Linked DNA regions of Mus musculus: regions 2, 3 and 4 are each linked to region 1. Evidence: chromatin contacts called from public HiChIP or PLAC-seq data. All regions are on one chromosome and are shown on one strand. The core of a region is the stretch at or near the end of the contact, and the rest is flanking DNA. Distances in the headings are between cores, read along the strand shown. Region 1 holds the start of Stam2 (signal transducing adaptor molecule (SH3 domain and ITAM motif) 2). Region 2 overlaps Prpf40a (pre-mRNA processing factor 40A). Region 3 overlaps Fmnl2 (formin-like 2). Region 4 overlaps Fmnl2 (formin-like 2).

Region 1 (3,428 bases), core at 518-3,017:
AATAAACACTGAAATGATTCTCAAAATTAAAAAAAAATTGTTGAAAAACTTCAAGTCCTAGAAGGAAGGGCTCGTGCTTCAATAAATGGCTGAAACTGACTAGAGCTGCCAGCTTTAGTTTAAAAATACTTAATTACTTGAGACCGGGTCTCACTATACAGCCCTGTCTGACCTGTAATCTATATAGGTGGATAACTATATAGATCCACCCGCCTGTACCACCATGCCTGGTTATAAAGATCTTTTAAATTATGTGTGTTTATGATATGTGTGAGTTGGAGGGTCCGTGCTCGGGATACTGCCGAAGGGTGTGTGTGTGGCGGGGAGAAGACACCTTTCTGGAGTTGGTTCCTTCTGCCTTGGCTTCTGGGTGCTGAACATCACTCTTCAGGCTTGGGCTAGAAGGGCTTTTACAGCCAAGTGATTTCGTCGGCTCAAGGTGCCAGCTTTAGATGTGTGCTTTTCCATTCAAAAGCCATGGCCACATTCTAAAAGTACTTACCGTGCACTTTCTTACCAGATACTGTTTTTTAGATCCTGCGTTCACACTGTGAACAAAACTCATGGAATTTATAGTCTAATGAATAAGGATACTACAATTATCTGTACTATAGAGAGTGATAAATGATATGAACAGATACGAAGCAGGGTGAAGACGTACAGGGCAACGTATTGCAGGAAGAGTGTTTGCACACTTATACTTATTTAAATGCCTGGCTGGATCTGGTGGGAACCCGGATTTATGACTCTTATACATAACTAAGTCATTATAAATGTTTTTGCACTATAATGCTTGAGTGCACTTCACTCATCTTTGAACATGACTCAGCGATCCGCCTACCTCTGCCTACCACGTGCTGGGATTAATGGCGTGGGCCACAACGCCAGGCATTAGATTTTTAATTTTACGTGTCTGCATGTGGGTATAGGACGGTGAGTGTAGATGCCTACGGAAGCCAGAAGAGGGTGTCGGGTTCCCAGGAACTAGGCATTACAGACTGCTGTAACCCCTGCCTCCGCGAAGGTACGAAAACCTCAGCAGCAAGCGCTCTTAATTGCTGAGCCACCTCTCCAGTCCCTTCACTCGTCTTTATATTCCATGGTCCAAGCTCTGTTTTCATGCAGGAGAAATGAGAAGCAAAGAGTCTCTCCACAGCCGCTTTCCAGGGTGACTATTTCGGCTTGGTTAACCGCGGGATCCCATGAGCATCTACAACCCAGGCGGCAATTCTCAGCGCCTCTCATAAGGCGACAGCTGTTTCCATAGCAACCAGACGCGATGCGGGCGCGGGGTCCGAGTAGCAAGACCTGACCTGGTACCCAGGAAGTACTCGGGTTCGAGAAGAGCTGCTGTCACAACCTGGGGCGAAGGAAACGACATTCCCGAGCCACGCACCCCGCCTCGCCACTCAGGATCTGCAAGCTCGGCGGCCTCTGGCATCTCCAGCTACCACAACTTCCGGCCCTGAAGCCCCTCCCCTGGGCCCCGTGGCTCTCTCGGGTCCTCACTGCGGAAAGGTGACTGTGGCGGCTGCCGTGTCTGATCAGGCGTCGGATCGGGGGCTGCCACGTCTTTGGGACAGCAGAGAGGCCACTACAGGGTGTTAGAGCTCAGCCAAGCGTCGTGCGGCCCCACCGGTGGGGCTGGAGCCGCGGCGGCCGGGCGCCGGACAGGCAGGCGCGCGCAGGGCAGGCACGGCGGCGGAAGTGAAGGCACCGCTGGGCCAAGCCGTCTAGGAAGCCGCGGCGGGTCGCCCAGCTGGGGCAGTCGGAGTCCCGCCAGAGCGTCGGGATTCAGCTCGGGTTGCCGGCGTGATGCCTCTGTTCACTGCCAACCCGTTCGAGCAAGATGTGGGTGAGTGCGGTGCCCGGCGCGCTGTGTGCAAGGCGAAAGTGGGCGGCGGCCTGGGTGCCTGGAAACCCCGGCGGAGAGCGAAGGGGCGGCGCCGCTCTCGACGGCGGGGGGCAGCCTCGGTGCGTCTCTGGCTCGCCCGACTCCTGCCTGTCCGAGATTGGGATACCGAGAAGGGTTGTTCCAGTCACCCAGAGCAGGAGTGGGGGAAAAGCCTTGTTCGTACGAGGCTTAAGTTGCTGATACAAACTTCCTGCTTTCTCCCGAGCTCGTTAACACCCGTCCCTTTGGGAAAAAAAAAGTGCAGTACTGGACACCCTTTTTGCTGCCGAGGGCAGTCTTGAACTAGAGACCTAAGACTTACCAGGTTTAATTCGCATCGCTCCCGTAAGCACACATCTAAGCCCTGGTGGTTGCAGTTTTCGTATTTATTGACTGTTTTGAAGGTGCTGCGAGAGCCAGGCGCGGAGGATGAGAAGGAAAACTCCCAGAATCTTTAAATAGCCCAGAACAACCGATATTTGTTGGAGTCAAAACTTTACTCTGGTAGCGCATGACTTTCAAAATGAGAAAAAAGATGGATGGGTACAACTTAAGCATAATATTAACAGTAAAAGCACAGGCTAGCATTATTTTTGTAGCAGTAGTTAACACGCTCCTAGCGAGCTTTTCGGATTTAGAAATTTCCAGTCAAACAAAAATGCTACACATTTTACTACCAGTTTGTTCAGTTAAAATTTTTGTTCATTTAAGAAAAGACTAGAAAGTGCTTCATCTTGTTATAATTCTCAAAATCACGTTCAAATCATGTGAGTGACTAATTATATAGGAAGCATGTGAGGCTTAGTCACTGTTTAAGGAATAATTAATTGTTCTTTTGTAACAATACCTATGTGACACATTACACTTTTTAATTGTTATTGAATTAATTGAGTTTTGAGACAGAGTGGAGTCTTTATATAGTCTAGGCTGGCTTCAGTTTCTTAAAACCTCAGTCTTAATATTGAGAACTGCGGGATGCCAAGTCTGGGTGGGCCTCCACCCTCTTTGAGACCCGTGCTTCTTAGTGTGACTCTAAACGCTTTGATTTTGCTCTAATGAAATATGTGTGGAAAAAGCCAAGTAGAAGAGGTTATTTTATTTTTTTTTTCTTTATTAGTTTGTTATTTGTGTGCGTGGGTGTTTTGCCTACATGTTATATTTGTCACTTGTGTGCTGTGCCCGAGGAGGCCAGAAGACAGTGTCAGATCACCTGTCACTGGAGTTACAGACAGCTGTGAGCCACCGTGTGGGTGCTGGGAAGAGCAGGGAATGTTCTTAACTGAGCCATCTCTCCAGCCCATGACAGATTATTTAAAATACAAAACCTATGAACTTTTTAATTTTTTAATTTAATTAATTAATTAATTAATTAATTTATTTATTTATTTGGTTTTTTGAGACAGGGTTTCTCTGCCCTGGCTGTTCTGGAATCCACACTGTAGACCAGACTGGCCTCGAACTCAGGAGTAGATCAGGCTGGTCTTGAATTCAGAGATCTGCCTGCCTTTGCCTCTCAAGTGTTGGGGTTAAAGGT
Region 2 (3,428 bases), core at 476-2,975, 400 kb before region 1:
ATTAAGTTTGTTACATCTTTGCTAGGAACCTGGTGAATTGTTTGTTTGTTTTTTTTAAAGTCTTAAGTCCCATGTTTAATTTGTGTCAGCTGTAATAGAAAGGTTTGAGACAAGTCTTTAAATTGAACAAAGGAAAAATGTGTCACAGAGGGGAAAATGTTGTAAGACAAAAGTAGTGGTCCTCTGAGAATGAGCCCTAGATACAGAGTTACCATTACCTGAGAAGTTACAAAATGCAAATTACTAAACCCTAAAACAAACTTACTAACTAAGATTCTGGTGTGGAGTCTAATGCTATGTTGATTTTATCCTTCAGATGATTGACAAATCCTAAGGGACAGGAAAATCTACAAAATAACAAATAGTTAAAGTTTTTATAGTGTGGAGACTTAAAGATACTGTTTAGTGTGTTACTTAAGATACTTAGTAATCACTAGCATAGTAAAGAGAGTTAAAAGATTGACAAATAGTTGAACATTACAATTAGACTTGAGATATTTTGGTAAGGAAAACCTCAGGACTTCTGTGTTTTATGCTTTGGGATGGATGCAGTGGTTGCACACACTTTTAATCCTTGCACGCTGTTGACAGAAGCAGGTGGATCTCTAAGTGCTCACAGCCAGCCTGGTCTGTCCCCTTTCAAGATCCAGGACAGCCAAGGGTACATGATGAGATCATGTCTTAAAAAGAAAAAAAGGAAAAGAGTGTTTTATGGATAAGAGAAAAATAGTCAAGGGAGAAAATGAAGGAACAATTTAAAGATGAGGGCTATCTCTCAAAATCTATGAACGTTCATAATTCAAACACAGATATAAATAGTAACATAAAGAACAGTATTGGAGGGGAAAAACGGGAACAAGTAAGAAAAGATAATACTGAATTAAATCTGAGGTAGAGATCTTCAACCAAGGAAAATGCTGTTGGTGATCACTATTCAAGGGAAAGTAACACTGGTAATTAGTGAATACCAGCTTTAAAGAAGTTATCAACCCTCCTGTGACAATTTTTCAACTGGAAATCCACTATTAGGATGAGACTCAAAAATCAGTGACTTGAGTGAGATATTAACAAAAATATATGATAGAAAGGAGTACATTTAAAAACTCCAGGAAGGAGTTTTTAAACACTTTAAGACTGAAAAGCTTTAAAACCACCTTCGCCGCTTTTGTTGAAAGAGGGAAGTAGCAGTAGGATGTAGGTACATGTTACTCTATAACATTGCTGCCCAGTGTATCCTGTATATGCAACTTAAACATAACCAGTTTCACATTTAGCAATCTAGTTAAACCAATATTTAAAGGCATTCTCTAAACAAGCAGTAATAGATATTTTTAAAAATTTTTAAATTGAGTAAATTTAAAAATTTACTCTGTAAACCAGTCTGGACTTGAACTCACATAGATTGTCTTCCCTCTGACTTTCAAGTGCTGGGATTAAAAGCATGCATTGCCACCATCTGGCAGAAGATCATACTTTATACTAGCCGCAATGTTCAGAAACTGCCTTTTATTGATGGCTTTTTAAATTTTCATTGTAATTTTTTATATCATGTATATGTATGTTTTGCATGCATGTTTATATACATACTATAAGGGCATCATAACTCCTAGAACTGGAGTTTTAGACTGGTAAGCTGTCATTCAGGAACTGAACCTGGGTCCTCTGTAGAAGCAGTGTGAGTCTAAACTGCTGAGTCATCTGTTGCTCCCCAGGCCCAGTAGCTCCTATTGAACAGTGGAGCCCTAGGAATTACAGAACTAAGGACTGGAAGAAGACCAATAGACACTGATAGTACTGAAGCCCCAGTGTGCAGTCCTGACTGTCAGCCACAGGAAAGGAAATGGGTGGTATAGAATAGACAATTTTTTTTTAAAGACAGAATAAAGTTACAATAAGCCTTCTGTTTAAGGAAGGGAAATGGTTGGGAGATCACATAGTGATTTAAATCCTAACTTTCCCAGAAGCTTTGAGGAGAGTAGTACATAACTATATTTGATTTATTTTTTAAAGATTTGTTTTATGTATATGAGTATTCTACTAATTTGTATATACCATTCACTTGCCTGATGTCCACATCACCTGAAACTGAAGTTACAGGTGATCATGAGTCACCTTATGGATGTTGGGAACAGAACGTGGGTCCCATCTGCCCCAAACCAAGAGCCATCTCTTCAGGCCATTGTTTAAAATTAACCTAAATAAAAATATCTAAATGATGCTATTAAAAAAAAAAAGTTTTATACAGGACATGCACATACTCTTTAGCCTCATCATTTGAGAATAGATAATCCCAGTCATTTTAGTATCTTTGGTTTTTGGTTATATACATACACAATATTTTATGGATCTTGTTGTTTTTAACTGGAAGTGGCTTTCTGTCTTAAGGGATAGGTAACTGAAGACTAGAAGGATAGTATAGTCTTTTGAAAGATCTCTTTCTTTGGATGGCTTGTGTATATTATTTATTTGTGGTCTAGAAGTATTTTTGCTGGCACTTTTTACCATGTTTTTCTTGTATTTTACATGTGTTTGTCGCCCGCAGATCTTTCTGGACGAGTTGCACGAGCATGGGCAGCTGCACTCTATGTCCTCTTGGATGGAGCTGTATCCCACCATCAGCTCTGACATTCGCTTCACTAACATGCTGGGTCAGCCGGGTGAGATTCCTTTCTTTCCAAGCATACCTTAGGAGTTGGGATGGATGTGGGTTGGGGTTGGGAACAGCCGTTGGGGGAGGAGAGGTGTGTGCTTTATTTTATGTTTGTTTTACAAACAAAAAGTAATTGCAGCTCTTGGTTAGAGCTAGCTTTTTGACTTCTTTAGTTTTTTCATTAGGATCAACTGCACTTGATCTTTTCAAGTTTTATGTTGAAGATCTTAAAGCACGATATCATGATGAAAAGAAGATAATAAAAGACATTCTGAAGGTAAGTGAACTTGTTCTTAACTATTTGAAAACATTGATTCATTCCTTGCAGTTACATGTTATTTATAACAAGATTTCTGGCTTTTAGGATAAAGGATTTGTAGTTGAAGTAAACACTACTTTTGAAGATTTTGTGGCAATAATCAGTTCAACCAAAAGATCAACTACTTTGGATGCTGGAAATATCAAGTTGGCTTTCAATAGTGTAAGTTAAATTATTTCAGATACCTACCTAATTGTTCATCTAAGAATTACTTCAAGTTGTAGGCTAGTGGGATAAGGTACTGTAAAAGGGATAAGGTATAAGGTAAAGAAAGTAAAACAAACTGTGTAAAAATGTTTCATTGTTAGAGGTTAAATTAAACTTTTATAAGTGATGTTATAATACTTTTAAGAACAATGTCTTGTTTGAAACAGGACTCATCATAATTTAATAGATTTGATTTTTTGATAGTTACTAGAAAAGGCAGAAGCCCGTGAACGTGAGAGAGAAAAAGAAGAG
Region 3 (3,428 bases), core at 481-2,980, 310 kb before region 1:
ACCCAAACCCACAGTGATCTCAAGCGCTTATATGACATTGCCTTGCCAGATCATGTCAGAAACAAAGGAGAAGGTTTTAGTAAGTCACAGAAAGTGAGCAGCACTTGGGAATGAAGATCTTTACCACACCAGTCTGTATTCAAGTCATGGGTCTGAGAACCCTTCAACAACTTGATTATCAGTATGACTTCCATCTTTATTAGCAAGAGTGTTAACTTCCTCACAAATGAGCACTAAATACAGTGCTTCGAAGTTATAAAAGCTATTTCTCCACCTAGTGAGTGATCACAGGTCTGAATGAACAACACGAGATTGCACACAGCAGTGGTACAGGTGGTCAGTGCAGATCCTCCCGCAGCATCCTACCATTTCAACGGGAGCTGTAAGATGCAATCATTAGTAGAAGATGTCAGGTTGACATGAAGCATACCTGACCAAAGGAACATGACTAGTAGCCCTTCATTATAAAAATATGTCTTCTTAACACTGTGACGAACAAGCATAACCACGCCCTACACAGCACACACCTGAGCTACCTGTGGAAAGAGAGGGCAGCACAAACAGATGAGGAGCGACAGGGGCTCCTTAAAAGCTCATATTGTAATGCGTAGCCTCAGCCCTGAAAGCGGTTTTGGGGGTCACTTTGTCCACATCCATGGGAACTTACCTGCCAGAGACTACTTCACTGTGTTAATTGGCACACACTTCTTACCTTCTATGCTGAATCACAAGATGGCGTTTCTAAGAAGGGTTACATAAAGTGAGAGAATAGAACCAAGGGAGCAGGCCATGAACACCTACGAAACTGTCGGTTAGATTCAACAACCGGAGAAGAAAGGGCCATGTTGGAAAGACACACGGATGTCCACTCAGGATGAGAAGAGGACAGATGATCCTGCCACTCCAAAGCATCTGATTAAGGCACTTACCGAAGTGCAGAATGTCTTCCAGAGCGGGACACACTGTTGCCCACAGGTGAGGGCAGGTTGCTCCCTCTGTGCAGGTCCTCGATGGACCTGCTCCAGGGCTTTGATTTGTCCACCGTACTCTCCATGGTACTTTCCACACTTTCAAAGTCAAAACTAAAACAAAAAAGGAATGCTACTCAAAACCGAGACACTAACTTCCAGACACAGACGTAGACAAACACAACCTGCTTTTCCTCCACCGCATCCTTCACCATAACACGAGAGGTGTTTGCAGCCAAAGGAAACGCATAACAATTTCTGCGGTCTCAGTGTTAGTTTCGAGAATGTGAGGATTACAAACACTGGGTCTGGCAAAAGAATCATTAGCAACAAACAGCTTACATTGGGTCACTGTATATTGTTTGCATCTTCCTTGCTGGCTTACCAATTACTGGGCTGCTATGCTGGAAGATAGAAAGAGCTCTCACAGCTGTCTTCATTTTGCTTTAACAAGCAGATATGTTAGGCTTATACTAATTCATTCCTACCCATCAGTTTTTTTCACTGAGCGTTTTCTCCTAGTGTGTTAGCAAGTCCTTTTCCAACCATATGTGATGCATTAGCAGTGCAGCTATGGACTGGCTTTGATTTTGGACTCGATTCTCAATGTGGTGCTCTTTAAAGTGAGACTGTTGTTCCTCTGACATTTTTTTGAGGTTATTACTCATGTCAACCATGTTGGAATAAGTGGCCAGTGGAGTTGCTTATTCTCGCGTAGCCTTAGGAACCAAGTCTTTAAACAAGCAGGCCTTTGTATCCCGTGCATTTCCTCCCTCACACAGTTAGTTGATCTGCTTTCTCCTAAGAACACTGCAGTGTTTCTCGCCTCAGTTCTGACCGATCAGACAGCAGCTACACTTTAATATTCTCTAAAAGACTACAAAAGAGCTGGAAGAGAAAGTAAAGTGTGCTGGAAATCATGCTTAGGAAGCATGGCTGCCAGAAGAAAAACATCATCAGAACGGCCACCTAAAGACTAGGGGATATGATCTAGTTTTTAAGGTTAGTCACAAATCAGGGACAGGCACACAGAGTCGGCAGGTGGGGCTGATCCCAGACTTTTGTGTTGTAATAAGGTTGAAGAGGAGAAAGGAAGAATAGGGTAGTCTAAGAAAACCTGAGGTAGTAAAATAGAAGGCTATCACTGAGATAGAGAGGACTTCAAGGAGCATATGATGAGCTCTCATGGTGTGGACATGTCACACGCCCCATGACAGTCCTCTCACCCCTCCCTATGTGCCTGGGACCAAAATGCAAGAAACACACACTTTAGTGAACTGGTGGACGCTTCTATTTCAGACAGACTTAAAGCCAGTTGTCTCTCATTCCATGGATTGGGAAATCACTAATATCAGGGAACAGTAAGAATTTTCAAAATAAAGACAAATTATATAACATAGCCTAATAAAGCAAAACAAAACTAAAATCAATACACAAAGTGTATTGTGCTAACGTCCTCAAACAAAACCAAAGGTTCAAGTGCAGCTAACACAGAATTCCTGCACAGGACCACAGACCTGTCCCTACTAGTCCAACAGGAGGCCACATTTGAGAAAATCTGACTTCCAAGCCCTCTTCTCAAGTAAGTAAAGGATTCATTAAATATAGCAAACAATTTCTTAGTCTTCCTTAAATGATACAAATATGCATTTAGATTTTAAACTTCATAAGAGGAAATATTTTGTCATAATATGATTTGTCATAGAGATTATAAGATTCAAAGTAACAGAAATAGATGAGAAATATCCTTTTGATATAATTCCTAGTGTTTATAGCATATTCCATCTCAGGAAACAATTTCCTATACTATTATCAGAGGTATCAAGATAGAAATCTATTGTATCAGATTTGGTTAATAACCATGAAACTAAGAAAAGAATAATTGTAGTTTCTTCTTCACGAGCACTGAAAAGGGGTGGAAATCAGAAAAAAATACCCAGCCAGGGATTCAGACTCCTTGGAGTGAGTAAATATTGAAAACAAGTTGTTACTATTAAAAAGAAGAATGGAGGGGCTGGCGAGAAGAATCATGGTTAAAGAGAAGCAACTGATGCTCTTTCAGAGGACCTAGGTTTGGTTCCTAGCATCCACATGACAAATCATAAATGTCTGTAACTCCAGTTAAAATATTCAATGCCCTCTTCTATGCAATGGTCATATAGAGGGAGAACACTTGCATGTATGTAGTCAAATATCCACATATATAAAATCAAACTAAGTAAGTCTGCCTTTGAAAAAAAAGACTGGATACATTCACAAAGTTAAGAAGCAGAGGCAGGAAGATTACCACAAGTTTAAAGCTAGCCTTGTATATACATCCTGAGAGCCTCTCTTTAAAACAAAACAAAAACCCAGAAAAAAACAAAAAACAAAAACAAAAAAAAAACCAAATAGCTCATGGGCTGAAACATCTGTCTGAAGCATCTCTCTTGTCTAATTAAAAACACAACATCAATACTG
Region 4 (3,428 bases), core at 455-2,954, 290 kb before region 1:
CTGTGATTCAGCACACAGAGTTATGATACAAACTAGAACATGATAAGAGCCATATGTGATCCTCCTCAGTTCAAAGCGAGGTGAGGCGGTTTCCAACTGTGCGGATCAAAGGGATGTCCCTGGAGAAAGAGGGATTTGGATCCAATGCTGAAGGAGAGGCAGCACAGAGCTATCCTATCCCAAGTCTCTCTGCAAGGCAGGAGACAAAAAGTGTTCCAGATGAGGAAGTCTGGGAACAAAGGCAGAGGTGCATGGAGTGTAACTTCAGGGCCTTAAAAAAAAAAAGCTGGGTTCCAAGACCTCAGTGCCAGAAAAGTCAGGGCACGAAGAATCTCAGGTCATTGGAACAGGCAAGAAAGATGCCAGAAAATAAGCTAACAGAGAGTGGGTAGTTAACAGAGCCAAGACAGAGCTCTAACAAATAGAAAACCATATGGGTAGAACTGTGTAACTCTCCTTTTTCCTTTCCCAGCATTAAAAGCTGTACGTTTCTGCATAAAACTAGAACTGAAAAAAAAAAAATCAGCATGCCAGATTCCTTCCCCAGCCATGGTTTCTTGGAGAGCTCTGAAGCATTCCTTAGCTCACTATGAAATCACTTTCCTAGCTGGGGGAGGGGTATCCAAGTATTCCATTACAGCTCTCAGACTGAAACCTCTTTGAAGAGGCTTTTCCAAACAGTTTCCATTATTTAGACTAGCAAAAGTCTCTTCTGGTTCACTCTAGTTCAACAGGGCTTTCTTCATCAAAACATCCCATGGCTCCTCTTCTAATGTGCTGGATTAATTAGGCTGGCCCAATCCTATCCATCACTCAATATCTTTCTCAACGTGAGGGTTGGTTCCCCCTGAACGCTTTAGCCTTGTGAAAGAAGAGGCTACTCTGACAACATTGGTCCATAATTTCAGGTGGGTCCGTGCACAAGCCAACCACCAGGGTGCATGGAACACAACAGCACTCCCCAGAAATGCTATTACTGCGACGGGAATCTAGGAACCAGACACAATAGTGAAAGGTCACACCGGCAGTTGAATAAGCTTTCAATTAGCCAGATTCTTTATTTTAGCTGCCAAAGATTTCATTTTAGATTGATACTTCTTAAGAAAAGACAAACAACCATATCTCTCCACCCAATGCAAGCACAGGTACATATTACATTTCAAATTCTCTTCACCTAAGCCATCAAATACCCAAGAAACATCTAGACAGCAAATCTTATTAAGTATAGCTTCTATGTAAAATTACAGAATTCCTCTCATTATTTGGTCTAAAAACTAAATGGACTTGTGCTTTGCCTATGAAGATATAGGAACGTGTTGAAAGGCGGTATATCCATCACTATAGTCTACGTGTCCATGAACATCTTATAAAATGGCTGGGGAATAATTTGGGAATGGGAAGCCAGCAGCAGAGCATCTTTAGTACAAACAAAGACTAGAGATCATTGAAAGCTTTCCAGAGGCGATCATGTATCATAAAAACAAAATATTGGGTAACAAGGAAAGTGGGTAACAAAATCTTGAAAGAGAAGGGGGAGAGGGAAGAAAGAGAGGGAAGGAATGTGGGAGAGAGGGAGAGAAGAAACATCTAGACTGTGAAGTGAGCTCTGGGCATGTCTGTCTGTGATAGGCTAGATAGTGAAGTGAGCTCTGGGCATGTCTGTCTGTGATAGGCTAGACAGTGAAGTGAGCCCCGGGCATGTCTGTCTGTGATAGGCTAGACAGTGAAGTGAGCCCTGGGCATGTCTGTCTGTGATAGGCTAGCCCTGGGCATGTCTGTCTGTGATAAGCTTCCCAGAGAGGATGAGATCATGGCAGCAAAGATCTAACAAATGGACTAAGGATCCATAATCTGCTGGTACTGTTCCAAGACTGTGGAAGGAAGCAGGTCACTGAGGGAGCACACTTTGTGCCTAGATCCCCAACTGCATTCCTTCTCTTCCTCTGCTTCTGGCCACTGTGATGTGGATTGCTCTAAGTTACCATATTGTCCCCATCCCTGTGACAGACACCTCTGAAAAACGGGAACCTAGAGAAACATTTCTCCCCTTATAAAATTGTTTATGGCAGGTATTTTGACACAACAGAGCAAAGGTCTCCTCCCCTCCCCATTCCTTACCCGAGCAGCTTCAAGCCTATGTTTCCACCTTCAGATCACAAGAAGATGAAAACAGCAGCTCCATTCTTTGCTTTTATGTTCACGATCAGTCATTAAACCAATTACTCAAAGGCTACTTAAATAGGCAAGTTAAAACTCAGGTTGAACTAAGGCCTACTAAATGGCTCACTACAGGACATGGGCTGGCTTATCACACCTCCACCTCTGAACAGCATCCATGCTGGACAAAGTTAACAGACTGTCAAAGTTATCCTCTAAGGAGAGCATCGTCAACAGCTGGGTGGTGATGTCACCATGTACCAGACAGGATCAACACCTGAAGGACCAACAACATCTCACCTCCAAGAACTGAACTGATTTCACTTGATCAGTGATGCTAAGCAAGGGCAGACCTGGATTCCACTCACATGACAGAAACTCCTGTAGTGCCATGGTATTCGGGTAACTGACAGCTGCTACATCCTTTAGCCTTATCCAGAGCAAGAGGTCACCATGGTGACAGAGAATATGAAGTCTTCATACCAAGTGTCCTCTAAACTTAAGTAACCTTGCATTCTTCTTTGTAAGAGAAATCTGTTGACACTTAACACTCTCCTGGAAAGTTCTTCCTGGCCTGGCAGTGGTAGGATATGTCTTAAATCCCAGCAGAGTCAGGAGGATCTCTCTGACTTTAAGGTCAGCCTGGTCTACATAGAGAAATTCTGTTTCAAAAAACAAAACAAAACAAAACAAGCAAACAACAACAAATCAGAAAACACTTTCCTGAATGCCAGACCACAGAGAACACAGAGCTGAGAGCACAGTTCACATGCACGCTCTGTGAAGTAGCCTTGCTCTGAAAGATGGTGCATAGCATCTAGCATGCCAAACTTGAGAGTGGAAGTACAATAGTCTGAGTCAACTGCAGAGGCAGAAGCCACAGTTACCAGGTACTCTAAGGACAACTGCTGGCAATTTTAGCAAAACACAGGAGAAAAAAAAAAAAACCAAAAATACATAACAAGAAACCAAATCTCTCAACTATTTACAAGACACTCAGAAGTCATTTGATCTGGGGGGAGCCGGACATTTACCTTGTCTGGCTCTTAACTCAGTGATTGCCTAGCGTACGTGATGAGGCGCTGAGTTCAGTGCCTACCATCGCAAGCATAAGTAAGTACTAACATAAAATATAACCTATATTGAAACAACAATTTCATTCAAACATACGTCACTTGTTCCATTCTCCATATCCTGCAACAGTGTCCGCCAATTTATACAACACACCTTTATAATAACATTTATCCTTTCATGCCACATGAGTCAGGCAG

Evidence for each region. HiChIP or PLAC-seq counts read pairs in DNA pulled down with a chosen protein or histone mark.
Region 2: an H3K27ac HiChIP or PLAC-seq map of embryonic stem cells shows a contact between it and region 1, with 8 times the contacts expected there. The contact joins the enhancer-like site here to the promoter of Stam2 in region 1. A contact is called at or near these places in 16 of 39 promoter capture datasets (3T3-L1-derived adipocytes, the C10 cell line, HPC-7-derived erythroid cells and 9 more), 1 of 15 datasets of contacts at CTCF or cohesin (the NIH/3T3 cell line), 3 of 484 Hi-C or Micro-C datasets (B cells, bone marrow-derived macrophages and embryonic stem cells), 44 of 115 datasets of contacts at active chromatin or transcription factors (the 230-238 cell line, CD8 T cells, the NIH/3T3 cell line and 28 more) and 4 of 9 other capture datasets (adipose tissue, liver, macrophages and 1 more).
Region 3: an H3K4me3 HiChIP or PLAC-seq map of stem cell-derived neural progenitor cells shows a contact between it and region 1, with 22 read pairs. The contact joins the enhancer-like site here to the promoter of Stam2 in region 1. A contact is called at or near these places in 2 of 39 promoter capture datasets (embryonic stem cells and maxillary cranial neural crest), 1 of 15 datasets of contacts at CTCF or cohesin (the NIH/3T3 cell line), 1 of 484 Hi-C or Micro-C datasets (bone marrow-derived macrophages), 16 of 115 datasets of contacts at active chromatin or transcription factors (bone marrow-derived macrophages, cardiomyocytes, embryonic fibroblasts and 9 more) and 2 of 9 other capture datasets (adipose tissue and liver).
Region 4: a contact with region 1 is called in an H3K27ac HiChIP or PLAC-seq map of epiblast stem cells. The contact joins the enhancer-like site here to the promoter of Stam2 in region 1. A contact is called at or near these places in 4 of 39 promoter capture datasets (the 3T3-L1 cell line, cranial neural crest, embryonic stem cells and 1 more), 1 of 15 datasets of contacts at CTCF or cohesin (the NIH/3T3 cell line), 1 of 484 Hi-C or Micro-C datasets (bone marrow-derived macrophages), 16 of 115 datasets of contacts at active chromatin or transcription factors (the NIH/3T3 cell line, bone marrow-derived macrophages, embryonic limb bud and 7 more) and 2 of 9 other capture datasets (adipose tissue and liver).

What each region holds. Positions count from the first base shown.
Region 1 is chr2:52,740,488-52,743,915 of GRCm38.p6, reverse strand. Stam2 (signal transducing adaptor molecule (SH3 domain and ITAM motif) 2) reads left to right here and starts at 1,767. Exons shown (of 14, transcript NM_019667.2): 1 at 1,767-1,855. The coding sequence starts at 1,816.
Region 2 is chr2:53,145,323-53,148,750 of GRCm38.p6, reverse strand. Prpf40a (pre-mRNA processing factor 40A) reads left to right here. Exons shown (of 26, transcript NM_018785.3): 17 at 2,543-2,657; 18 at 2,836-2,927; 19 at 3,015-3,131; 20 at 3,381-3,428. Among named protein-coding and RNA genes, the nearest start is that of Prpf40a, 44 kb to the left of the region's middle. Within about 2 kb of position 1,725, at least 6 of the 459 cell types and tissues checked have an H3K27ac peak or open chromatin away from gene starts, as enhancers often do. A contact at or near this core is called in embryonic stem cells, where this site is marked.
Region 3 is chr2:53,052,108-53,055,535 of GRCm38.p6, reverse strand. Fmnl2 (formin-like 2) reads right to left here. Exons shown (of 27, transcript NM_172409.2): 6 at 930-1,082. Among named protein-coding and RNA genes, the nearest start is that of Gm52511, 45 kb to the right of the region's middle. Within about 2 kb of position 1,730, at least 51 of the 459 cell types and tissues checked have an H3K27ac peak or open chromatin away from gene starts, as enhancers often do. A contact at or near this core is called in forebrain and stem cell-derived neural progenitor cells, where this site is marked.
Region 4 is chr2:53,027,352-53,030,779 of GRCm38.p6, reverse strand. All of the region lies in intron 2 of Fmnl2 (formin-like 2), which reads right to left. Among named protein-coding and RNA genes, the nearest start is that of Gm52511, 20 kb to the right of the region's middle. Within about 2 kb of position 1,704, at least 99 of the 459 cell types and tissues checked have an H3K27ac peak or open chromatin away from gene starts, as enhancers often do. A contact at or near this core is called in the NIH/3T3 cell line, adipose tissue, embryonic limb bud and 4 more, where this site is marked.